Regions from separate parts of the Arachis hypogaea genome. Here region 1 is linked to region 2. The links are chromatin contacts, called in public Hi-C maps. All regions are on one chromosome and are shown on one strand. Each heading gives the region's core, a stretch centred on a gene start, on an enhancer-like site or on the middle of the called end of the contact. The rest is flanking DNA. Distances are from core to core; before and after follow the strand shown.

What was found. A called contact is a pair of places that touch in the nucleus more often than the background predicts.
Region 1: a contact with region 2 is called in a Hi-C map of leaf, with 1.8 times the contacts expected there. The contact joins the enhancer-like site here to the promoter of LOC112751656 in region 2. A contact is called at or near these places in 2 of 8 Hi-C or Micro-C datasets (both in leaf).

The regions. Positions count from the first base shown.
Region 1 is chr15:156,397,945-156,402,549 of arahy.Tifrunner.gnm2.J5K5, reverse strand. No RefSeq gene overlaps it. Among protein-coding and RNA genes, the nearest start is that of LOC112751660, 9.8 kb to the left of the region's middle. Within about 2 kb of position 2,254, at least 1 of the 3 cell types and tissues checked has open chromatin away from gene starts, as enhancers often do.
Region 2 is chr15:156,359,208-156,363,790 of arahy.Tifrunner.gnm2.J5K5, reverse strand. It overlaps LOC112751656 (pentatricopeptide repeat-containing protein At5g66520-like), which reads left to right and starts at 2,986. Exons shown (of 2, transcript XM_025800870.3): 1 at 2,986-3,711; 2 at 3,896-4,583. The coding sequence starts at 3,031.

The DNA of each region.
Region 1 (4,605 bases), core at 1,005-3,504, 39 kb before region 2:
TATTTTGTTTAACAGAATATTCCATTAATTTTAACGTTTTTGTCATGCCAGGGACTTAATTACAAAATTTGATATAGTATAGAGACTCAATCGAAAGAAAAAAAATATAAGGACCTAATTAAAATTCAGTAAAATTATAGAGACCGATAGAATAAGTAAACCAAAAATTTAAAATTATTTTTTTAGAGTGATTTTTGTTTTTATCCTGTATATAATAATATTAAATTAATAACAATATTTTATCTAGTATGCTAGTATAGCAGTGTCCATTTCAAAAAGCAGATTGCCGAATTATTTAATCGATTATCTGTATTTTATTTAACTTATATATTACCACAAAATACCACAATCCAAACCTCTGAACAAAATATAGTATTTATGAAATAAGGATATATAAAGTTTGATCCCTACTTGAGTAAGTCTTATATAAAGTAATTATTATTTTTCATAATTACCCAAACCTAAAGTTGAAAATTGAAATGTGATAAGATGTTTCACATTATTAGATATGCCATCATTTGAAAATTTAAATCATGCAATAATACTAATTTAATTTCGAAATCAAAATTATAAAATAAAAAATAATTTGTTATGCAAGTTAAAATAATCTTTGCCCGTTGATAAGTAAGGATATCGTAGAATTAAAGACACTAATTATTACATTGCAAAGCCGAATATACTGACAAAAGAGAAAAAGAAGAGATTAATTGATTGAGTGTTTGAACCTTTTTTCTGTACCTTACTTGTTGATAACAAATATATGGCCAATATTTAAAAGACACATGTGGTAATATGTATTATGTAATCATTAATCTTAATCATAATCAATGATAGCTCCAATATAATGTACATTGTAGGGTTTTTATTATTAGACCTTTTTTCAAGTCACATGGATGCATGGATGTTGGTTAATTAATCTCCCTCATTAACCATAAAGTTGAAATTTCATCTTCAAATATTATATGTATATATATATTTATGTAATTAATTTTTGGTTCGGTAAAACTTGAATTTATAACTGTAAAGTTAGCACAAAATTCGCAAAAGACAATGACTTTTTCTATTGGGTAATCATGATGAACCAAAAAATTTATATGTTTGCATTTGTAAGCTGCTTTAGATGTAATTGATGTTCTAAAACAAAGTTGATTGATGATTAATTAAGTAACCGTTGCAGTTGGCACAATTATAATTAAATGTCTTGCTTATAGTATCTTTTTTTTTTTTTCTACTTCCAAAAAAAAATTCATTTATTCAATTATTGTAATTGAAGGAAAAGATATTACAAAAAAAGACTATTTATATATGATAATCTATAAAGCACGGACATTTTGTTGAGTTGTCATGTCTGTGTTTCAGACACATTTCGGACACGACATTCACCGACACTCGTCCGACACACGTGTCTATTGTGTCCAACCGTGTTTTAATAAAAAATAAAAAAAAAATTTCGGACACGTCTGGACACACCTAAATATCATCGCGTGTCAGCGTGTCCAGTCTTATTCTTAACATATATTCTTAAAATAAATTTAGATATAGTATATATTATTATTTATTAAAACAAAAAATATTTTAAATACTTGATATAATTAAAATAAGACATTAAAAATAATTAAAAAATTTAATTTATATTTTAATATTAATAAAATATCAAAATATCATTACGATTTATCTAAAAAATACTTTATATTTTATATGTATGCGTGTCCCCATGTCATGTAAGATTTTAAAATTCGCGTGTCAACGTGTCCCGTGTCGTATCGTGTCTTGTATCCGTGTATTATAGATGATAATTATTATATAATATACTTGCACAAAGTAGATGCTAGTGTAAAATATTTCAAAATGGATGATAATAAAAAAATAAACTATTTTTTTTATATAATAAGAATAAGTGGTTCATTGAAAGAGTGTATATATAGAACATAAAATTAAATGCATGGTCTCCAACAATTAAAAAAAAATATATATTTCCTCATTTTCAGCATTATATCCATGCATATTCCGAATTATTTCAACATAATTTATAACTTATAGCACTTGATTGTCTTAAGTTCTACTCAACTAATTAATTAAGTGACAAAAAGAAAAGAAAAAAAAATAAAGAAAGAAAAGAAAAAGAAAAGGTAGATCTACTAACTGGAGTAAAAATAAAATAAAATGAAAATGAAAATGCATCCAATTATCTTGGTTGCTTCTATGAGTACATGAGTGCATAATTTTGTAAGATTAGATTATATGGCAATAAAATAAAATAAATACTGTCCATATTGTTTACATTAATAAAGTTTACATAAAAGAATCAATTACAATGTGTGTTGTTCCCCCCTTTTATTTTTCCTTTATAAAGGTGAATGAGACATTACAACTGATAATACATGTAAAGTCTATGCTTAACAACCACATGCTTTAGGTGAAATTATGTCACCACCCTCCCCACCAAAACCTCCATGTATATGTATGTACACCTTTGACTTTTCATCCCAATCATATACCCTAACACTATTCTTTCTTCTTTACCATCCTCATTATTAGCTCTAAATAAACTTCACGCATTTTTTACTTTTTATTATAAATTAATTAAAAGAATATATTCAGTATATGAAATATGAAATTGTAATATGATTTAAATGATAAAATTTATTACACATTTAAAATTGATTAACTTATTTAGAGTGCATTTCGTTTGCATTTTTATTTTTAGCATTTTTTTATAATTTTATGAGAAAATAAGAGAAAATAGTACAAATAATAAAATATTTAATTATTCTGTTGGTCTTATAACTTTATTAAATTTGTAGTTATTAAGTCTTTATAATTTTTTTTCTTTTAATTAAGTCCTTACGCTACTTTTAATTTTGTAGTTAAGTCTTTTTTAGTGTAAAAAATGTAAGAATTAATTGAATATTTCTCCGCAAATTGAACGTATCCAAAATTAATAACCTAATTAGATCTTTAACCACATATTTTTTGAAAGAAATATTTCTTTAATTTTAATATTTTTTACATGAAAAGGACTTAATTACAAAATTAAAAGTAATGTAGGGACCTAATTGAAAAGAACAAAAAAGTATAGAAATCTAATTGTAAATTTGATAAAATTATATAGGGACTAACAGAGTAATTAAACCATAATAAAAATTTATTTTTTTTTCACAATTTCTGAAAACTGAAAATATTAAAATAAAAACACAAATTGAACAAATAAAACCTTCAGATTTTTAATACACATTAAAAAATTTTAAGAATTAAACCAACATTTTAGCTAATTATTTTTCCATAACTACATATATCTATATATACATACATATGGTGTATTAATTATCACCAAACCGTGATTTCAGAATAAGCATTGATACACTTCAATTTGTAGATAAAAAACAATGAAAGTAGGTAAATAAAATTAGTTTGCTTTGTCTTAACTATCAAATAATCAATTCCTATCTAAGTAAAAAACCACCGCAATACTATTTAGTGACATTTAGAATCGCACAAATGTTAAAAAAGAAAACCATCACAATATGTATGCTTTGTTTTAGAGTATATACTTTAATACTTTAATTTATAACACCCAATAATAATAGATGTTTGTAAATTTTCTATAATAACAATGCATAAAATTATAATTTTTTATATAATTAGGAGATTATAAACTACTGCGCATGTACCAGCTGCACTCATGTTCATAATACCTAGAATTTCGATTTAATTCTTAAAATTTTTTGATATTATAACTTTAAATGAGTCAATCGATTTTATGAAATTTATACTAAAGTTAACAATTTTACAATTTAAATCTTATTAAAATTTTACATTTTATTTATTTAATTTACTTTTTTTATTTCACGTAAAATCTCAATTTTTTATACCTTACTCATGTTGGATGTAAAGTTAAAAAAAAAAAAAAAAAAAAAAGTAGTACTTATCATCATCAAATAGAAATTACTTGTTATTACCAAGTCACAAAAATGAAGATGTTATAGCTGAATGGATGTTTTTGATAATATTAATGGCAAGAAGGCTAGCTGTCTTTATTCTCCGATCCGTATTAACATCATGATACACAATATAACAATAATAATATTATTATAATAATCATGATTACCAAAAAAAAAAAAAAAAGTTGCTGGCAGATAGATTGTGACGTAGGCATGTGTTTTTCATGACTAAATAAATCTTTCATTATTTAATTAGTTAATAAAAGTAATAGTTTAGTTAATGGAAGAAACATATATAAGAGGAAAATTAAACATGACAAATTAAATCCGTAATCATCATGGATGCTCTTTTTTTTTTTTTTTAGCAAAATGAGAAATGGCATTTCAATATTTCATCAACAAAGCTTGAGCATAATTAATAATGAGTGATGGTATATATCATCAACCTTTCATTTGATAGCGTTGTTTTTTGTTCAATTCAATTATGTAATAGACATATATACAATAATAGAAAATAAGTAATTACTTACGTCTTACTTGACGGTTAACTAGTGTTTTTTGTTTATAATAATATTATAAAAATATAAATTTTTTAAAATTATATATTTTGACATCATAGATTATGATATAAAAATTTATACAATTAAATTATTTTTATAAAAAA
Region 2 (4,583 bases), core at 1,737-4,236:
CTTCAAATAAGTTATGAATTTAATTTGAATGCATTATTAATAAATAGTTTTACACGTGTATCAAATTATGTAATACAATATTAATAAAAATAACTATTTTTTACATTAATCGGATGAATAATTATAAAAAAATGAATATAATTATACGACCGTATAAAATGTTTTACACTATTAATACATCAAAATTAAACTCATAAATTACTAGGAAATTCTTTTGCAATTGTATTGCAAATGATTAAATCTAGGGAGCCACTCAGATAAAGACGCTGAAAATATCTTTTTATAAAGATGTTTTTTAATAATTAAAATTTAATACATATAATCAATTAAATCGTGTTATTTTTGTCAAAATTAAGTTAGACAAATTGATCGAAAAATGATAATCAAATCTTGAACTGATCTAAATTAATATTATTTTTTATGAAAAATGTCTATAATACCCTATTATAAAAAATGACTAAAATACTTCTATTATATATATTAATTATGAGAATCCTAAATTTTAGTTCTTTATTTTTCTATCGTAGGGTTAGGATTTAGAATTTTTAAAATTAATATATATATATATATATATATATATATATATATATATATAAAATAAGAGTATTTTAATCATTCTCTATAATAAGGGTATTGTAGTCATTTTTTATAAAAAAATAATATTAATTTAGACCAGTTCAAGATTTGATTCACTATTTTTTTTGATTAAATCAATTTGTCTAGCCTAATTTTGATAAAAATGACATAATTTAATCGATTATATATGTTAAATTTTAATTACTAAAAAACATCTTTAAAAAAAGACGTTTTAGACGTCTTTATGTGAGTGGCACCTTTCGATTTATTCCAAGTTGCCAAAAAGTGGAGGATAGATGCGATGAATGTAGAACAAGTAGTAGAGTATTTTTGTACGTATTTAAAAGTAGTATATCTATTATTTATTAACCGAAAGAAAAATTATAATTAAATTAATTAAAGGGATAAATTTCTCACTCGTTTAAGGGGTTGGACTTTGCATTAAACTCATGTTTAAATGTGTGAGAAAATTGAGTTGATTCCTTAATGTGCTGTCTAATGTAAGTTTGGGCATATAATAAATAATCAAATTAATTATACAAGACTATAGTATGCTAAGTGTCTCTCTTTTGGGGAGAAAAAGGAAAAGTAAGTAAATGTGGTTTCAAACTTTCAATCAGCTGAAGACTTACAAATGACTTGTTTAGTCAACAAAATATGGAAAATCTAATTAAAGTCATTCATAGTCAACACAATTTAATTCTAGTAATTACATTAGTTGAGAAAATCCTCTTAATTGAAGAAAAATTCTACCAATTATATTACACTTCTTTTAATCAAAGATATATAGTATGAGAAATAAGATTAAGTGGAATAAAAAGAACTCCAAAATTAAATTAAAAATACTTGATTACTAATTTATGAGTTCAATTGTAAATAATATTATACTTGTCACTCATATTTTATAGAGTAAAGTATCATTTTTGTTCCCAACGTTTGGGGTAAGATCTAAAGTTGTCCCTAACGTTTTAATCGTCCTATTTAAGTCCCTAACTTTTCAAAACGGACTCAATGTTGTTCTGTCATTAGGAATCCATTAACAGAATTGACGGCGGAACAAAATTAAGACGATTTTGAAACGTGAGGGGATAAATAGGACGAAAACGTTGGGGACAAAAATTATACATAGAAATAAATTTAAATTTTATCCTTCAATAATATCAATTTTTTACTATACATAGTATTCAATTATTTTTTAATCACATCTAAGTAAATTACACTTAATCATGTTATTTTCATTTCAAATAAATTAATTTTTTTTATAATTTAACTCTTAAAGATTTTTAGTTATCATGAAATGTTTGTAGAATGACTAGTATATAAACTTGCAGAAAAAAAAATATATATACAATAAAATATAAATTATATCTTTTGTCTCTAATATATCAAAATTATTTAAAATTATAAAATAATAAATTTATTTAAAATAAAAATAATATGATTAAGTGTAATTTATTTAGATGTAATTAAAAAATAATTGAATACTATGTACAGTAAAAAATTAATATTATTGAAAGATAAAATTAAATTAAAATTTATTTTTATGTATCGTTTTTGTCCCTAACGTTTTCTTCTTATTTAACTCCCTAATGTTTTAAAATCGTCTCAATTCTATCCTGCCGTCAATTTTGTTAACAGATCCCTAACGGCAGGACAACATTGAGTCAATTTTGAAACGTTAGGGACTTAAATAGGACGATTGAAACGTTAGGGACAACTTTAGAACTTATCCTAAACGTTAAGGACAAAAATGATACTTTACTCTATTTTATATAAATATAATGTGAAACAATACCAATATCCCCTATAAAGAGGTCTAAAAATTAAAAGATGATATGTAATATCAAATTTTCACCAACCCCAGTTACCCTCTAAAATCTTCACATATTTTGGATGCTCTATATTTATTGGGTTTAATTTATTACTTGATCATACATATACTTTACGAAGATAAAGAGTTGGAAGACTCTAACAATAAGTATAATTACGAATTAGTCGTCCTTTCATTCCTTTGGTAGATTCGAAATTTCTTTTGTTATTCTTTTACATTTTAGATATCAAAATGAAAGTTATTCTGTTAATCTTTTGTCATAAATAAAAACCTTTTTTTTTTTCAAACTTTAAATGAAACCCTTTCTTTGGCACAAAATGTGCAACTGGACTACAACAATAGCATTCAATTAAGTAGGCTCGGGACATTACAAGATTTAACATAATGGGCTGGACTAGCCCATTGAACACTGGCCCAATAATATGCCAAAAACTTTAAACAAGAAGACCAAATATCTTGACCAAAAAACAAAAAAGAAGACCAAATATGACCGAGAAAAAAACCATAAGCGTGGCATTTTTTCAAACAGTTGGAATGCATAAGAAAATGCTCCTAATTAACAATTTAAATAAAAAAAAAAAAAGCAACCGACGAGTGACTTCTTGGTGGGGAGGTTTTAGAAAATGATTCGGTTCTGTTCAACGTTGACGAGGCCTTCTTCACATTATGATCATTGTGTTAGGCTTCGCTCTTTGATTGAATCATGCAAATCAATGCAGCAAATTAAGCAGACTCATGCACAGTTACTAACCACTGGCCTAATCTCACACTTTGTTTCAGCTAATAAGTTTCTAAAGCTTCTTGCTTTTGCTTCCCTTTCATATGCCCACAAAGTGTTTGATCAAATTCCTCAACCAGACTTGTTCATCTACAACACTATGATCAAGGCCCATTCTTTGTCCTCTGATTCCTGTCGTGATTCCCTCATGGTTTTCCGGTCTTTGATTCGGGATTCGGGTCTTCTTCCTAATAGATATAGCTTTGTGTTTGCTTTTGGTGCTTGTGGGAATGGGTTGGGTGTGCAGGAGGGGGAGCAGGTTCAAGTTCATGCTGTGAAAACTGGCGTGGAGAATAATGTCTATGTTGCAAATGCTTTGATTACTATGTATGGGAAGTGGAAACTTGTGGAGGAGAGCCGAAAGGTCTTTGAATGGGCCGCGGAGTATAGAGATTTGTATTCATGGAACAACATGATTGTTGCTTATGTTGGAGCAGGTAACATGAGCAAAGCTAAGGAATTGTTTGATGGAATGCAAGAGCGTAATGTCGTGTCATGGAGTACGATAATTGCCGGCTATGTGCAGGTATTGCTCGTTTGGAACATCAACAAATTAATCGTACTAATTACTAACATTCGACATTATTGGACATCTTGTTTATTTATAGACATTGCAGAAGTTTGTATTGGAAACTATATCATTTTTTTTTTCCAATACATATCTTGATTGATGTGCTATGTCTAAGTTACTTACTTCATACTTAATATAGGTTGGCTGTTTTATGGAGGCTTTGGATTTCTTCCACATGATGCTACAAGTAGGTACAAAGCCAAATGAATATACACTTGTAAGTGCTCTTACAGCATGTTCAAATCTAGTAGCATTGGATCAAGGGAAGTGGATCCATGTTTACAGTGGCAGAAGTGAAATCAAGATGAATGAGAAGCTTCTTGCTAGCATCATTGACATGTATGCAAAGTGTGGTGACATTGAATCTGCATCAAGAGTTTTCAATGAACACAATTTGAAGCGAAAGGTTTGGCCTTGGAATGCCATGATTGGTGGGTTTGCAATGCATGGAAAACCCAACGAGGCTATAAGTGTTTTTGAACAAATGAAGATTGAAAATGTTTCTCCCAATAGAGTCACGTTCATTGCGTTACTAAATGCTTGTAGCCATGGCCACATGGTCGAGGAGGGGAAGTCCTACTTCAGATTGATGGTTAGTGACTATGGAATTAACCCGGAAATAGAGCATTATGGATGCATGGTAGATCTACTCAGTCGTGCCGGTCTCCTAAAGGAGGCCGAAGAAATGATATCAGGTATGCCTATGGCTCCAGATGTAGCAATTTGGGGAGCACTACTAAATGCTTGTAGAATCTATAAAGATATGCAGAGGGGTTATAGAATAGGGAAAATTATTAAAGAAATGGATCCTGACCATATAGGGTGTC